Regions from separate parts of the Mus musculus genome. Here region 1 is linked to region 2. Evidence: chromatin contacts called from public promoter capture Hi-C data. All regions are on one chromosome and are shown on one strand. Each heading gives the region's core, a stretch centred on a gene start, on an enhancer-like site or on the middle of the called end of the contact. The rest is flanking DNA. Distances are from core to core; before and after follow the strand shown.

Region 1 (4,865 bases), core at 1,491-3,990, 83 kb after region 2:
CATATGTATTTGTTCATTCAAAACATTTATTCCATAAATATTCGAGTGCTCACTCTGTGCTAAGCATGGCTTTAGCTGCTGGGAATATCAGCAGGCAAAAAAATGTCTACCATTCTGGGTATTCTACTTGAAGAGAGAAAATACACATGTTCAAAGATTAGTCCCAGATGATATGAATTATTTTAGAGATAAAACAGGGTTGGATGCTGTGGTGGGAGTCAGGTGTGGGGGAGTCGGGGAGGCTGGTATTGTAAATGAGTGAGGAGCAAAGGCCTCAGTGCAGGGAAGACACCCCAAGTCCCTGCAAGTGTCCTTCTATCTTGCGTGCGCCGGACTGGCCAGCAGTAACAACGCTGCAACAGAATCCTTCTGCACACGTTTATTGGGAGAGCTTGATTGCAGAGGCGAAGAGACCCTGAGCCCAGAACTGGTGCTGCTTATATAGGCCTAGGAGAGGCATGCCTCACACCCGGATTGGTTATGCACTATGCCTCATTTGCATGTTCCTCATCTGATTGGCTACTCTCTCTCTCTCTCTCTCTCTCTCTGTTCCTCACAGAGCCTCATTATCATACCTCATTTGCATGTCTCACATCTGATTGGTTATATTCTCAAAGCTTCATTATCATGCCCGGGTCAGGCAGTGTCTTGGCAAAAAGCTTTACTGCATATGTACACATTGGTTGTTTGTCCAAACTTATGCGTGGTGGCCAGCAGTAGTCAGCGTCACTCTGCAACGGCACATGTGGCTTCCCACACTTCTAGGCAGATGCCACTCTAGAAATGATGAGGAACCATCTTAGAAAGCTGAACGGATGGGTTTTGTGATAGGGCCGAAGCTTTTAAAAAATCGTGTTGGCTGTTGTTCAGAGAATAGATCGTATTAGCCTATAAAGATAGTGACTGGCATTTATTGGGTGCTGGTTTGATTCCAGCTACTGTTCTGTCTTTTTTTTTTTTTTTTTTTTTTTAAATACTTCTTTGCCATAGCGACCCAGGAAGCAGATTGTAACATTATCCCAGGAAACAATGCAGAGAAAAGTAACTTGGGCCAAAGCAAGAAACTTAGTTTCCAATGTGAGCACTCTATCCCAGACCTTGAATGCTCAAAAGACTGGGTCAGAAATGGCCATATTTCAAATATAAACATGGTGGTTCAAACCACAGGTAAAGGCCAAAGGCAGTCAGATTCACAATAGAGTCCCATGATAGAAGAAATGGGACTGGATTTGAGGAAACCTGGAAGTCATAGGTAACACCAGGGGTTGGGGTTGTCACGAGTGGTTGGGAGTGTTCTTTTCAGAAATGGGAGACACGTGGAGGGAACAAACTTGAGAAAACGGAGCTGAGTGGAACTCAGGATAATTCTCCAAACTAGATAAAATATAATATTCAGCTCAAGTGGCTGCCATGCCAACTAACCAAAAACCTAATGACATAAAACAACAGAAATTTATTCTCTTGATGTGTTTAAGGCTGGAATTCCCCAGTCAGCATTGCTGGGCCAAAGCCAAGGTGTCTTCAGAGATGCCCCTCCATGGGCTCTTGGAGAAACATTTCTGGTGTCTCGTCCAGTACCTTGGTGAGGGTGCCTTCTTTGGTTTGTGACCCCATCCCTCTACTCCCTGTCTACTGGGTCACACCAGCTTCCCCACTTCTGGCTATTTCATAGCATCTCACAAGGAAACTGGTGAGAGTACTTGGGCCTCCCAGATAATCTCCCCACTGAAAGGGTCTTCATCACATCTGCAGACTCTGTGTAAAGTAACATTCACATGTTTGGTGAGTTGGGATACAGGCATGTCTCTGGAGGTGTACCACTGTTAGAAACAGATAAATCCACAGTGTGAATAGAGTGAACAAGACAGTCTTCTCTTCTACGTGGGGATTTGATCTTCTGCAAATTCTATTAATCTGCAATCCTGGTGTGCCAATCACAATACACAGCAACTCATGTACTTGCTAGAAAAAATATTAAATAGCTGTCAGGCACCAATATGAGAGGACTTCCTGGAAGCACTGGCCAAGAAGGAACCATTGGTACCTATGGGCAAAGCTCCTACGAAGACATAGGACTTTTACATTACGGTAACATACATACAGAGCTGCGGGTGCACAGGCACAGGTACACACACATACACAGAGATGGAGACAGAGGAGAGACAGAGAAAGACAGAGATACAGAGGAGAGAGACAGAGAGACAAATGGGGAGGGGGGTAGAGAGAGAAAGAAAGAGGAATCTGCTGTCCTGACATCAGTTGTCATCCTTGTCCTATTGTGTCTCAGGTCTGAACAGTTCTCTAAAGCCAAGGAGACCCTCCCTTGTGTCTGTGGCCACAAGTTATAAATGTCATTTTAGTTAATTACTTCCATTCCTTCCTTCCACTGACCCCTTTACCACAGTTACCAGCAAGCAACAGAAAGAGAGCACTGGCCTCTCCTGTCCACCCCTGGGGCAGCCTCACACATTAGCAGAAAACTGCCTGACCAAGACAGGGGGGAAATCTGGAAAACAAAGGTGCAGCAAATCAACAAAAAGCATAGTTTCTGAATGGTACCGGGAGTAGTGCGCAGTCCTATAAACAGCTGCACTTACAGAGACTATACAGTGCAAGTATAGACTCCTGCACTGTGCCTACAAGGGGCCTCCCTCAGGATTACATGCAGAACCCTCAGCCCACATCTATGCTGGAAGTGTACAAGCTGGCTCATTACTCAGAGCCAAGATAAAGAAGAAATCTTTATGAGTACTGTAAGTATGAGTCATAAAAAATAGGAAACACATGTAGGCCGTATGCACAGTCACGGTACCAAGCCAGGAAACGTGTTTGGGAAACATACATAAGGACACGTGGCAAAACTGGACTCGAAATTACCCTTGTATGTTGCTCCGACAACACACCTAAAACGCTCACGGCAAGTCACCTAAAAAGCTCACGGCAAGTCACGGGTTCGTTTATCACTCTGTACTCTAACACACACAAATCACTTCCCCCATAAGAAAACAAGTTGGGCTTTTTAAAATGCAAATAGGAGGAAAGCTGAATCAATAAAATGTAGCTTGGAGCAGGCTTTGAAAGATTTTATGATTTGGCAAATTTGAACAGCTTCCAGTTAAAACACTGAGAATTAGATCTTTAACAGCATTTAAAATGAACAAGACTCTTTCAGAAAAATACTCGTTCAGAATGGCGCTCTTGCCATTTAGAGTCTCGCTATCCTAATATCCAGTGGTGGAAGAGTAGCTCTTCAAGCTTGTGAAAGCAGGAAACATAAACAAACAGCAACACGTGCACTAAACAGGAAAGGGCCGGCTCTGAGGTTTCTCCAGGATGCTGACCCCAAAAGGTTTGCATTTGGAGTCCAGCTGGTGACGCTGCTCCAAGAGTTGCGGAATCTTCGGGAGGTGGGGCCAAGCTGCAGCCCCAGAAGTGGAGCATTAAGGATGGGCCTTCAGGTTGCATACTGGGCCCCAGTCAGCCAGGATGTGAGCAATCGACCTTAGGCACCGGATACAAAAGCCAGAAGCAGCTCCTACTGCTGTGGTTTCCCTTGTGAGCACATGGGCGCACAGGCGAGCCTTCTTCCCTAAGAGGCATCACACAGGTATTTTGTCACAGCAACAAGAAGAGTAACTATGGCGGTCATGATTGCTCAGTGATTAGAAGTGCTTCTTCCTAAAGTCCAGCAATCTGGGACCAAAGACTAGAACCCACAGCAAAAGTAGAGAACTGTCTCCCAAATTGTCCTCTTACCTCCACACTCACACCCACATGTCTGTCTGTCCGTCCGTCCGTCTGACTCTCATACACACACACACACACACACACACACACACACACACACACACTTTTTTTTTTTTAAAAGGGAATTAAAATAATACTTAAGAGAAGGAGGCAACCCAAAGGCCTCACTCAGAAGCACAGACACGCAGGCCTCCTGACAACCTGCCTTCCTTACTCTGCCTCATCCGCACCTTCAAACACATCTGGATCTCCAAGACAACACTGTTGCTACACAGAAATACAGAAACAGGCCGAGAGGCATAACAGGAAAGAGAATTACAAAGTATTGTTTTGGACTTAGTGAAGTACTAAACTTATATAAGGCTTTAATAAAGTCACTGCTCTGTTAAAACTTATAATAAGCAAGACATCTCAACTCGAACTTCACCAAAAAAAAACTAAACAACTGCCAACCATTAAAATGACAATGGGAATGGATGCATACAGGGCACTCGATGCCCCACCCCCTCAATGTCCCTCCCCCTCGATGCTCCTCCCCCACTCTGCCTTTCATTTTCAGCTCTCAGCTGGATCTCTTTGCTCCTCTCCCCCAAAGAACCTGTGTGTGTGCGCGCTCACAGAAATCAAAGGCTCATCTCTTTAAGATAGTGATCACTTAAACCAGCACACGGATATTGACCCTGTGGCAGGCCCAAGGCTAGGCAAATGAAACCCACAAAGGGTCTGGGGTATGTACACACCTGTCACCAAATAGAAATTCAAAGTTAATGTACACAGAGGGATGTTTGGGCTCCAGGGAAGAGGCTACCCAGTGATCCGGGAGCCTGATGCTGGCTTTGGTCTTGGATCTCAGATGCATAAGCATCTTCTCTAGTCTCTCTCGTCAACGGGAGCTGAAGCTATCTATTAAAGAAGACCTCCCCTTCCCTTCTCCACCCCATCCTTCACCTCCAGTAGATAGAAATGTTCTAGGTGCAGCTGAAGGACCATTGTGCTTGGAAATGTTCCAGACTCGGCTAGAGGACTGTCACATTTGGAAATGTTCTAGATGCAGCTGAAGGAACATCACATTTGGACTGACAATGTCTTTCCAGTATTGCTGTCGCTGTGATGGTAGC
Region 2 (5,378 bases), core at 359-2,858:
GCTGAGAACCACCCTGCTAGGGGCTAAGAAGGGAAATGGATAATTGGGACACCTAGGTAAAGCAGAGATAAACAGTTGTTTTCTGCAGTAGGATGTTAACAGAGAGGATCCCAAGCAAAAAGAGGCAGCCGTATACTTGTGTTACTTAGAGATGTATATATATGTGTGTGTGTGTGTATGTGTGTGTATGTGTGTGGTGTGTATGTGTATGTGTGTATGTGTGTGTGTGTGTATGTGTATATGTGGTGTATATATGTGTGTGTGTGTATATGTGTGTGTATGTGTGTGTGTGGTGTGTGTGTGTGTGTGTGTGTGTGTGTGTGTGTGTGTGTAGGGTGATATAGAGTATCTCAACACAGCCTATGTTGGCTTTGAACTCAGCTAATATCTCAATGAACCAGACAAGAGTTTTAAAGATGTTGCTTCAGGGAAGGAATAAAAGAGGGAGTGGGGGTGGGTCTGGCTGTCCCAGTACCTCGTTCAGGTGTCACACTCTCACGCACTTTATTGATGAGGCTAAAAAGGTTTTCTACAAAGCAAACACAGAGCTCTTATGCTCCAGGAAACTACAGATGTCAACACACCTGTGACTCTGGGACCTGTGTCACAGAAACCTTGGACCAGAACCACACCTACCCCCAACCATCTCTCCTCTGTTCACAGTGAGACAGGGTTTTAAAATAGGGATCTCCAAACAGAATTAATAGAGCCCAAAGGCAGTTATCTCATTGTACCCGGAGTTGCAATAAGACAGAGTGGGAACCCTATCTTTTCAGACTAAAAGTTATTCCAGGAACATGTGTCAAGATTCAAATCTGTGACTTGGGGTGTGCTGTGGAAAGGCTGGAGAACGTGAGCAGAGGGAGTCATCCAAACAAAGGGTTGTTCCCGACACAGAGGCAGAGCAGCCTGAACCCCCAAATATACCATATAAGGTCTGAGTTCCACAGTTAGCTTATTGTGGAAATTAAAGGACTGAGTCGGTGTTTGGATGCCCGGCTCTGCTTGCTGGCCACAGCATTCTGACCATCCCTGTTCATCTAAACTTTCTGCTGGTTGATCCACGTCAGAGACTAACTGGGCTCTGGACTGAGCCCTCTTTGTGTTTATTTGGTACTAAGATTAATTGTAGCTGTGCCTAAGATTAGCTGGGGGCCACAACTTTGACTGAAGAGCCACTTTGGAGCAGAATCATGAGCAACGTCAAGAGCCTAAGCCAAACGACAGCATCCATAGGTCTTTTGGTTTCTGAGTCGGCACAAACACAAACTGTGTGCTGGAAGGGCCTTTTGCTTGTCTCTAAGCTGTGTGCAAACTTTATTTTTGTATTAACGGTACTTTCAGCTTCCCTCTGGGGCTTTTGTTTGGATGACAGAGGGTGAGGTACAACCACCTCCGACTTCAGTGAGGAGCAGGACACAACACCCAGGCTTTGTCCTCTATCAGCTTGATGCTTGGCTTTGGACAAATCTGGGGTTCCCAGAGGGATCTCAGTGGGGCCTTGCTTCCACAGTGAGTATCATTTGGTAACCCTCTATTATGCCTGGCCTGGCTTCCTAGCCCAAGACGGACCATGTGGGTTTCAGGATTGGTTCTAAGACCCAAGCCAGCCAGTGGCTGAGTACACACATGGAAAACATCTGCGAGTGACCAGCCCCACATAAAATCCTCAGGGCTACAGTCTTCCTGGAGTACTTTCAAGTTTATTCCCAGGAGACAATGTAGGCCGCCAAGTGCCCTAGAACCTCCTCCATGCAGGAGGCTGGAAAAAGTTGCAAAGAACTATTAGTTTGAGATCTAAACATGTCAGTATTGCTGTGATAAAAGTACTCCAAAATTCTACTCTGCTAAAAGCTGTCCCTTCGGGTTCTTTTCTGAACTTTTGCATGAGGAAAACTTCTTCAAATGACTCATAGGCATTTATATGACGCTCAGAACCACCCCACTTAGGCCTTCGTTCTCTCTGACACGAAACACATTTCACTGGAGTTGCTGGTTGGGAACAATGACTCTTGAGGACTTAGAGCTCCATTATCAAACTCTCTTAAGCTTTTGCTACTACGTTGGCTTTCACAAGGTAGAAGACTTCCTAGGCCTGGTGTAGAAGGTCTGCTGCTGTTTGTGCCCCGATCTAAAAAACTGTTACGAGGTGTAGCATTTGAAGTGAAAAGAGAGTCAGAACCTTTAGCTAGCAAGCATGCTGGTGTCACGTACTTTTCTCAAGAGTTTGAGGCTCTGTCTAGCAACCAGCAGAAAACATGGGAGCTGGGGATGAGCGCCTGCTGCCCAAGCATGATGGCTGGGCTATAGAATCTCCCAGAACTTATGTAAAGTTCAGGGAAGGCTGATGGCTAACTGTATCTTAGGGCTTTGGGGGTCGAAGCCAGGATTATTGGGGCAACTCTGTATTCACCAAAAGAACATCAAAACAGGAAGGTGAGGTGGGAGAGCACACCTTTAACTTTTTTTGTTTCACTTTTTATATTTTTTTTAGTCATAAAAATATATTTTGAAATATAAACTTTGTAAAATGGGAGAATTTTGTTTATGAAAGATGTCATGAGTTAAAGGCCAGGAGGTCGTGGTTTGGAGTCCCTGACTGAGGACAGGACAAGGGCGGGCATTATCCAATGCCCTGGCAGCTGTGGTCATGAGCAACTGGTCTCCTTCATCACAGCAGCTTATTCCACGGCCTTTCATTTTGGAGCGAAGGTTTCTAGTTCCAGTTCGTCATGCTACCCAGACTCCTTTAGGTTCTATGACAAGATTAGACTGTCTTAGAAGCTGAATATCACCAGCACTGTAACTGCAACTAACAAAAGCAGGGTAAACATTTTTTTTTCTCTAGGCATCACTTAGACCAAGTTACATTTTTACGTGACCTAAAACACAAAATACATAAATATAAGAATAGTGAAAATGGATATTCTCTTCCTTTTGCTTATTATATCACCTGTCCAACAAAAACTCTGGTGTCTATTGTGTGGCGGGTGCCCTGTGTGGCCCAGATGCACCCTAGTTTCCAGTGAGTAGTCACTAACCTGTGTGGGAGTAGATATACCACAAGGCCCCCGTCAGGAGTGCTCCGATCACAAATGCTGCAAACGCAATGCCCATCACGGTGAGCGTGTCCAGGCCGTGGAAAATCTCTAGAAGAGGGGAAGAGATACATACATGATGTCAAGCTGTCTGTTTCACACTTCAGCTTCATTCTCACTTCCCAAGCACGGTCACAGTAAGATCAGAGATAATAATTACAGTAAACTCTATATTTTGTTACTGGCAAATCTGCTGACAAAGGAAAAGATGGATTGATTGGGCTTTTACATATTCTGTTTGCAATTTATTCTGAGCAAAGTGATTTTTTAAATAAAAAATTTCCAGCTTATTTAATTTACTTTGTTTGTATGATTCTTTTGCCTGCATACACTTAAGTGGACCATGGGTGTGCCCCTTGAATCTCCACGGACCATGGGTGTGCCCCTTGAATCTCCTATCTTAGAACTGGGGTTCTGCATGGGTACGGGCCACCGTGAGGGTGCTCGGGACCCAACTGGGGTCATCTGCAAGAGCAACAAGTGCTCTTAATCACTGAGCCACCTCCCCAGCCCCCCAAAATGTCATTTTAAAAAATAAGATTTATAAATGCCGTGATACTTTAAATCTGTGGTCTGAGAACCTCGGTAACGTGAAAAGTCACAAGTTACAATACTTTAGACGGTAAAGAACCAGGAGTGCACGGCCTTAGTCCCGGCACTCGGGATACAGAGCAGGCAGATCAAGATGAGTTCACGACCAGCCCCGTCTATACAGTGAGCTCCAGGCCAACCGAAGCTACACAGTGAGACCCCATCTTTTAAAAAAAAGTAAACTTCCCACTATCAAAATCAGCCTTGTTGCTTCTTCCTTGGGTGGTTGTAAGCAATGAGGCTCACCGTAGCCTTAGCGGACTCTGAAGTGTTTTTGAGAACACTTATAGAGTCAGAAAGATGAGAGGGGAAGAGAACAGAACAGAATGAATTATTCTTGTGCATTAGAACACACCTCAGAGTTCACAGTAAGCCCCAGCCTTAATCCTCATGAGCAGCCTCGCTCTAAACAACCTGCTCTTTGACGCCTTTCCAACTCTGCTCTTTCTGTGAAGAAAATTACTTCTCGTGGGTGCCACGTCAGTTTTACAGTCAGCAAAACATGTAAAAGAACTAATTGTTCCTCTACTTGGCAAAGTTGGTTTTTTTTTTTTGTTTGTTTGAAATTGACTTCAGCTCTCAGAAATTGGATATTTTCTTTCATTCAAGACTAAGTATCTTTGAGTTAGGACTAGTTTGTAAAGAAGTGTTTGGTAAGATAAAAGTCTGTCTTAATATATACACACACATACACACACAGACACGTTAGTGTGTGTGTAATTTTTTTAAATTGAAGGTACAAGTTTTCTCCGTGTCACAATTTCTTCTTTTACTCCATTCAGAAGCAACCCTAACTGAAAGCTCTAGAAATGAAACCTCTGCGCTTTTGAACTCATACCAACACAAAAGATTCAGCCATAGGCAAAGGTGGCCCCTGAGTACCCAAAGCCATTCGAAGGCTTTTGTTTAGTATTGCCCTATGGAAGGCGTCCCGAAGGACCCAAGCTCTTCCAGCTGCATGCCTGCTGGTGTGTTCATTTACATTCTGGAATAAGGAGGGTGTCTCCACCCACCAGAGGCAGGAGGTGACACAAGATGAGTCAGTCTGACAGAGAGGCAGTCCTGGGAAGGAACACAGAACGAGAAACCAGGAAGAGCCTGGTGGAAGTTACAATGGCAGGTCAACCCTTCAGGCCACGAAGCTTAATCTAGTCCATGGGACAGATACAAAGAGGTGCTGAACCATCAGGGTTAGGGTTATGCCTACAAATGCAAAGATAGCGTGCTCCTAAGTCTTTTAGTAAAAACATCCTGAAATTCCAAAGACAGAGATGTCACTTATGAAAATAAGCCCAGTGGGTCTGTTACTGAGTTTGTGGTTCTCCATTATTCCATAATCTCCTGGAAATAAGTCACTTAGAAGAACATAAAAAGGGCTTTCTATAAAAGTACTATAAAGAGTGATTTGTATAAAGCACTCTTGAGACAGAGATGGGCGAATCTCTGAGTTTGAGGCCAGCCTGGTCTACAGAGTGAGTTCCAGGATAGCCAGGGCCACACAGAGAAACCCTGTCTCGAAAAAAAAACAAAAAAACAACAAACCAAAAAATAAAAATTAAAAAAATAAAGAAAAGAAAAAAAAAAGAAAGTTAAAGAAAAGAATACTATGTATGTCTTGCGGTCAGCAATGGGAACAAGTCCTGGGAGTCTCCAGGAAGAAAACAATACAGACTATCCTCACAGGGACAT

Evidence for each region. Capture Hi-C pulls out chosen DNA fragments and counts their contacts.
Region 1: a promoter capture Hi-C map of adipose tissue shows a contact between it and region 2. The contact joins two enhancer-like sites. A contact is called at or near these places in 6 of 484 Hi-C or Micro-C datasets (brown adipocytes, cranial neural crest, embryonic fibroblasts and 3 more), 2 of 115 datasets of contacts at active chromatin or transcription factors (heart atrium and neural progenitor cells) and 2 of 9 other capture datasets (adipose tissue and pancreatic islet).

The regions. Positions count from the first base shown.
Region 1 is chr5:107,197,706-107,202,570 of GRCm38.p6, forward strand. All of the region lies in intron 3 of Tgfbr3 (transforming growth factor, beta receptor III), which reads right to left. Among named protein-coding and RNA genes, the nearest start is that of Tgfbr3, 89 kb to the right of the region's middle. Within about 2 kb of position 2,741, at least 120 of the 459 cell types and tissues checked have an H3K27ac peak or open chromatin away from gene starts, as enhancers often do. A contact at or near this core is called in adipose tissue, embryonic fibroblasts and uterus, where this site is marked.
Region 2 is chr5:107,115,378-107,120,755 of GRCm38.p6, forward strand. It overlaps Tgfbr3 (transforming growth factor, beta receptor III), which reads right to left. Exons shown (of 17, transcript NM_011578.4): 16 at 3,042-3,149. Among named protein-coding and RNA genes, the nearest start is that of Gm42146, 24 kb to the left of the region's middle. Within about 2 kb of position 1,609, at least 38 of the 459 cell types and tissues checked have an H3K27ac peak or open chromatin away from gene starts, as enhancers often do. A contact at or near this core is called in adipose tissue, embryonic fibroblasts and uterus, where this site is marked.